2 separate regions of the Canis lupus genome follow, and region 1 is linked to region 2. Evidence: chromatin contacts called from public Hi-C data. All regions are on one chromosome and are shown on one strand. The core of a region is the stretch at or near the end of the contact, and the rest is flanking DNA. Distances in the headings are between cores, read along the strand shown.

The links. Hi-C and Micro-C count contacts between places; a contact is called where the count stands out from the background.
Region 1: a contact with region 2 is called in a Hi-C map of skin fibroblasts, with 2.5 times the contacts expected there. The contact joins the promoter of CENPU here to the enhancer-like site in region 2. A contact is called at or near these places in 3 of 9 Hi-C or Micro-C datasets (blood and skin fibroblasts).

Annotation. Positions count from the first base shown.
Region 1 is chr16:46,747,781-46,751,025 of UU_Cfam_GSD_1.0, reverse strand. CENPU (centromere protein U) reads right to left here and starts at 1,887. Exons shown (of 13, transcript XM_038560411.1): 1 at 1,777-1,887. The coding sequence starts at 1,817.
Region 2 is chr16:46,527,630-46,530,858 of UU_Cfam_GSD_1.0, reverse strand. No RefSeq gene overlaps it. Among named protein-coding and RNA genes, the nearest start is that of HELT, 33 kb to the right of the region's middle. Within about 2 kb of position 1,613, at least 4 of the 20 cell types and tissues checked have an H3K27ac peak or open chromatin away from gene starts, as enhancers often do.

The DNA.
Region 1 (3,245 bases), core at 638-3,137, 220 kb before region 2:
TTTAGTGCCTGCCCTTGGCCCAGGATATGATCCTAGAGTCCCGGGATCAAGTCCCACGTCAGGCTCCCTGCATGGAGACTGCTTCTCCCTCTGCGCCTCTCTCTCTCGTAAATAAGTAAAATCTTAAAAACAAAACATCGCTTTACTGGATTCTCAGCTCCAAAGAAGTCAGAACAGGTATTCATTTTATGATTCTAGGGTTCCAAAAAGTGACCGATCGATGGTCACACAGCCAAGTAACAGGACTAGAAACCAGATTGCAAAACTTCTTATCCTCCTCTCCACTGCCTCCTGCCTCCTCTGTGCTTAAGAAAAGGTCAGGTTTCCTCCTTACCTTATATTGAAGAGGAGCAAGGTGAGGTTTCCATCTTTGGAAACCTCTGTGATACCATGTGTAAGATTTTTGGTGTAAGTGCACCAGTGTGGTTTTTTTTTTTGGTGGGGGGGGTGGCGGGGGGTGGATGAACAGATTTCAGGAGTCTCCAAGGCAGGAATGTGATCTGTATATGCACCCGCATATAGATGTTGAGATGGGGAGAGAAACAGGAGAGCGGCAGTAGGGGGAGAGAAACAAACACTACCTGGCCTACCAGAATAAGCTTAACTCGAGGCAGGTGATGTTCCGGGCTCCCGCATTCCTTCCCGATTCTCCTCCCCTCCTTGGGAGATCTTCCCTTCTTCCCCACCAGCCACAGGAGCCTAGTCTCAGTTTATTCTACCTGGCTGCTCTGCCCTGCTCCAGCCTCTCCCCTGCGCTCTGCCTGCCTCACCTTCCCCAGTTGGCTCACTTACAAATGCCCCCTTCTCCAGTCTTCCCAGGGCCCAGGAGGAACTCCTGCATGTCTGCGTGACCTTGTGCACCAACCACAGCAAGCCAAGCCCCCTTCCAGCCAGGAGCCCACAGGGCGTTAGGCTACGCTCTAGACACAGCCAGCCGACAGGTGTCAATGAACCCATTAAAAATGAAATTTGGGGGGTCCCTGGGTGGCGCAGCGGTTTGGCGCCTGCCTTTGGCCCAGGGCGCGATCCTGGGGACCCCGAATCGAATCCCACGTCGGGTTCCCGGTGCATGGAGCCTGCTTCTCCCTCTGCCTGTGTCTCTGCCTCTCTCTCTCTCTGTGTGACTATCATAAATAAATAAATTATTTTAAAAAAAAATGAAGTTTGAGGGAGCAGTCTGGCAGCCTATATTTAAATATTTTAGTATATGCGCAGCCGAAGCGAGCACTCAATGCATGCCCTTTGTGATCAACAGAAAACCCAACTGCTTGGCCCATCCTGGAGCGCCCCTTTTAAAAAATAACAAGCGGCGGCCAGGTCCCCCAGCTGGAGGTTTGGTTCCGCTTTAAGGTCCACGTTACCCAAACAGCAGGGTTTTGAAAATAAGACCACTGACTAGCAGCCCGAGTGCAACTTTGCTAAAATGTACCGTCTGGCAAGCAGCAGGTACCAAAGGAGCTCCCGCTGGGTATTTTGTTACAAAATATTTTGAGCCGGCTTTAGGCCACGCCCACGCACGTAAAGCTCACCTTAGCTAACCTTCTTTCCCCCGCTCCAGGCAGTTTTGGGCCCTCACTCCTCCGCGCCCCGCCGCAACCCTACGCGCTCGGATTATTTCCATTTTACGGACCGAGGCCGCGGGCGAGCTGCACGGTGGCCGGGCCAGGGAGCCTCGCTGCGCAGCGCGAACAGCCCCGAGCGGCACCGACCCTGCAGGACAGGACGGAGATAGAGCCTGTCCCCGTGCGCGTCCCCCACGGGGGCCGCGGGGCTTACCTGCCCCGCTCCGGGGTCCGCACCCGCCACGACGACGCCATCCGCGGCCACCGCTTCCCGCGCGCAACCGGCCACTCAAACTCCCCGCCAAACCCCGCGCCGCTCCGAGCAGCCAATCAGGGCCGCGCACGCTCGCCGAGGGCCCGCCCCCCACCCCCGCGCTCCACGCCCCTCCCCGGACCTGGGAGCTAGAGCGGGCGCGGGGCTCCTCCCCGCCCCGGAGCGCGAGGGAAAACCCGGCCTGGAATAGCGGGGAAGCTGGAGTCCGCACCTTACAAACAGCCGCTGATGTTTGGTCCCTGAGCCGTCTGCATTTGCCGGGCTTTTCCTCCCACCCCCGCGGGCCGCGCTGGTTTCCGAGGCTCCGGAGCCGCGTGGCCCCGCCCACGGGGCGGGGAGGGGGCGGGGCCGCAGCTGAGAAGAGGGCGGGGCCTCCTTCGGGGACGATCGTATCGCGCAGGCGCTAAGGCTCCCGCGCAGTGGAGCGAGGCGTTGGCCGCAGGGCGCGGTGTGGCTCCGCCGCGGCCCTGCACCAGCCTGGCTTGCTCTGAGCGGGGCGTGCTATTTCACCTCTGATCCAGTTTCCTCGTTATAGATGCGGAGGGCCCCTTCTGGAGCTAATATTCTATTCTTTTCTTTGGGTTTAAAAATGTATTATTCTGCAAAGGAATGTTGGGCCCATGGGACGCCTGCGTGGCTCAGTGGCTGAGCATCTGCCTTTGGCTCAGGCCCGTGGTCCCGGCATCTGCATCCTGCTCCCTGCACGGAGCCTGCTTCTGCCTCTCTCTGTGTTTGTCATGAATAAATAAATAAATCTTTAAAAATAAATAAATCTTTAAGAGAATAAATGTTGAGCCCTTACCACACCATAAACAAAAATGAACTAAAAATGGATCAAAGACCCAAACTTGAAAACGATACAACCCTTAGAAAAAAAGCAGAGCAAAAACTTCATGCATGACGTTGAGATTGGCACTGATTTCTTGGATGGATGTGATGGCAAAAGCACAGTTGGGGATGATGAAAGGGTTCTGCAGATGGGTCGTGGTGGGCGGCTGCCTCACGTGAACATACTTAAGTAGTGCTGCTAAAGTGGAGTTGACGGTGGTCAAAATGCCAAATTTCATGTTGTGTGTATTTTAACACAATAAAAAGTTATGACCTATTTCATGCATACAAAGGAATATAATACATATAATGCAAGAATAAAAGGAAACCCCCATGGGGTGCCTGGGTGGCTGGGTCTGTGAAGCCTCTGCCTGGTGATTTCAGGCTCAGCTCATGATTGCAGGGTCTGGAGATTGAGCCTTGGAACAGCTCCGCACTGGACATGGAGTCTGCTGAAGAATTTTTTTTAAGATTTTATTTGTTTATTGTCTCTCTCACGAGAGACAGAGAAAGAGGCAGAGATATAGGCAGAGGGGGAAGCAGGCTCCATGCAGGGAGCCCCATGTGGGACTCCATCCTGG
Region 2 (3,229 bases), core at 364-2,863:
AGCTCAGAGTCACTCCTATTTGTTCTCCTTCGTCCCTAGGCCACTAATCCTCAGAGCCCCATGGGCCCCTGGATCAGAAACACCAGTCAGGTGCTACCCCTGACTATTCCAGGCTTCCTCCTACTCACCCAGGTTCCTGCAACAACCTACCAGCTGGGCCCCCTGCCTCCAGACTCCACCTTTCCACCCTCCGCTCTGCCTGAGAGTCCTCCGTGAGACCATCTGTTGAAAGGTTTTCAAAAGACGGGACTCAAGGGATGCCTGGGTGGCTCAGGTCAAGATCCCAGGGGCCTGAGATCCTTACTCAGTGGGGAGTCTGCTTCTCCCTCTGCCTCTGCTGCTCCTCTGCTTGTGCGTGCACGCACATTCTCTGTGTCAAATAAAGAAAATAAAATCTTTTTAAAAAAAAAAGATGGAATTCAAGCTCTCCAGAGGAATAGACAATATCCTTGAGCATCTGACCTCCATGCTAACTTGGCATCCCCTCCCCCACCAGGCCTCATGCCCTTCAATGAGCCAGCCCTAATGAGCTGTGCTTCAGGCCCTGGTCACGTGCATGCTTCACACCTGGCACATACCCCTGCCCCCCCACAGCCACCTGGTAAACTCACTCATCCCATGAGGCCCTCCTATAAAGCTCTCCCAACTCCCCCCAACAGCCACACCTCTCAGAGCCCTTATATAATGTTTTGTTTTCAAGTGTGTGGGTATGTATGACCTCCGCCAGACTCTGAGCCCCTGGGGGGTGGGCAGGGAACTCATGCCCGGGCATGCCATCTAGCACAGAGTGGAAACCATACCTGTGGCCTGGCCTAATAAATCAGTTCTGTCCATGCAGACTTGACCACTTCCACTAGGTTGAGACAGTGGCTGAGAAGGGAGCCCCTGAATATAAGATACCACTTATGAAGCTTTTGTGCCAGGGGTCAGACTCTGTGCCAGACACTTCCTCCATCATCTCACTGGATCCTCCCTACAACTCTGTGAAGACAGTAGTACTACATCACATTTGATAGGAAATCAGGTCCTACAGCATACAGAGCCTCGGAGAAGCCAAGTTCCCTGCCCAAGGCCCAAAGCCTGGACTCTTAGCTATTGTGCTGGCAAAACAAGGGTTCTAGAATGCATCCTTTTATATCCAACAGGGGTGGTGTGGACTAGGCTCAAGGCTAAGTGCCCTTGGGGAACTTGTCACAGTTTAAGGGGAGCAGGAGTGGGGAGGAGACGGAGAAGCACGCTGGCTGGGCAAGAACACTCCGAGGGTGGCTTTCACTTGAAATGGCATTCTGATTGGTTGAACCTGGTTTCTTTCCATCTGAGGTTTCATCTCCTGGTGACCAGATGCCTTGTAAGTGCCCACAGAGTCTATCCAGGGCCCTAGTGATCCAGCCAATTGACCAATCATGAAGTTGGGGTTGACAGTGGGGGTGCCCTGGGCTGTGGCTGCCAGAAGCTTCCCTAGACACTCGGTATTAAGTGACAAAAATGGCTTTGGATGGTTTAGGTGGGACCCACCTCCCAAATACATGCCCTGCTGCTACTCTCCATCATCCGCAAAGGACCCTCCATCCATCTGGCCCAACGAGGGACCCGAACGTGGGCGCCGGGCAGCTCCTAGCTGGGTATGTGCCAACCCGCCCTCTCTCCAGAGGCCCCTCCTGCAGTTTAATCATGCTCCGGATCTATTCTGGGCCACGCTCATTTCCCGTGGTGGAAATTAGGTTTTGACAGTGTTCCTTTCACATTTAATCTGTTCATTCTAATTACAGCCAGGCTCTTGAGCTCGTTGAGGACTCTTCCTGAATTAAACGGATGGTTTTGCCAGGACGCAAGGCCCCTTGAGAAGCCCCTCCCTCACCCTCTTTTTTTGCAGGAAATCATGGGATTTGTTGCTGACTCCTGCCTTTCCCCCACTGTCACTCCACAAAGATGTGCAAGGAAGCCCCACGCTGGCGGCTGTTGTCTCCCCGGGGGACACCTAGTGGTGAGAGGGGTGAAATACAACAACAAAAGGTTGAGAAATTTCTTTTTTTTTTTTAGCAGCTTTATGGAAGTAGGACGGACATACAACCACTGTATACGTTTAAGGTTTACAACCTGATATTTTGATATGTACACACTGTGAGATGATCACTGAAATCAAGCTGATTAATATGCCCACTGTCTCCATATAGCTAATTTTTCTTTGTGTGTGTGTGTCTGTGTGTGTGTGGTGAGAAGACTTAATGCAGGATCTGCTCTCTTAGCAAATCTCAAGTATACAAAACGGCACTGTTACCTATCGTCCCCTTGCTGTACACTAGATCTCCAGAACTTACTCATCTCGCGAAAGGAAAGCTCTGCACCCTCTGAGGTTGGGAATGTCCTTTGGAGTCTCTTGTTCGTCTTCATTTATTTTCGGGGGTTTGCAAATCGGATCATTTAAGGTAGGATGCTGTACATGGGAGCTGCCCTACATTTTTTTAATCTGGGATTTCTAGGGAAATTGGCCTCGCTCCCCCTTTCGATTGCATTGGGTCCATGAGTCTGTATCTAAAAACAAAGCTCTTACTTTCAAAGTTCCTTATCATCATCCCCAAAAGGATTTTCAAGCATCTCTGAATTGGAGGGGCAGGGTTAGCATTTAGGGCAAAATAGAGGCAACAAGAGTGTGGGTGGGGGAGAGCCTCTGCCAGCAGGTGCGGGATGAGATTCTGGTCCCTGCTCTGCCCCACTGAACACACGCCATCAAGCAAGTCACCTCTGAGGTAACCAACGAAGATGATGAACTACAGGATCTTGAAGATTCTTTCCAGCTGTAAAACTGTACAAATATACAAGATGCAATGGGCTATCATTTAGACCTCTTGGGGGCTTATGAGGCTAAGGGTGGAAGAAAATTGGAATCTATCCTGGTAACCTTCCTGGTATGTGAGCACTAGTTATGTGGGGCACAGGGGAATTGGCCAAAGGGTCCTCCATTCCCATTTTGCAAGCCCATTTATGAATTATTCATGCCTTACACACAGCATAGAAGGGGACAGGGGTAATTGCTGGTTTGACCTCTGAGAGGAGATAAGCTCAGGGAAGGAATGTTGTTTGCCAGAGAGCGGAGAACGTGGGCTTTTCAGATGAAAAGGGACTTTACAGATTATCTAGTCTTCGCCCATCCATTTCCAGACAAAGAAAACAACATGAAGGTTGATTTCAGGGGCGGGATCCAGGTCACACAGCCAGCTTGTTGCAGAAT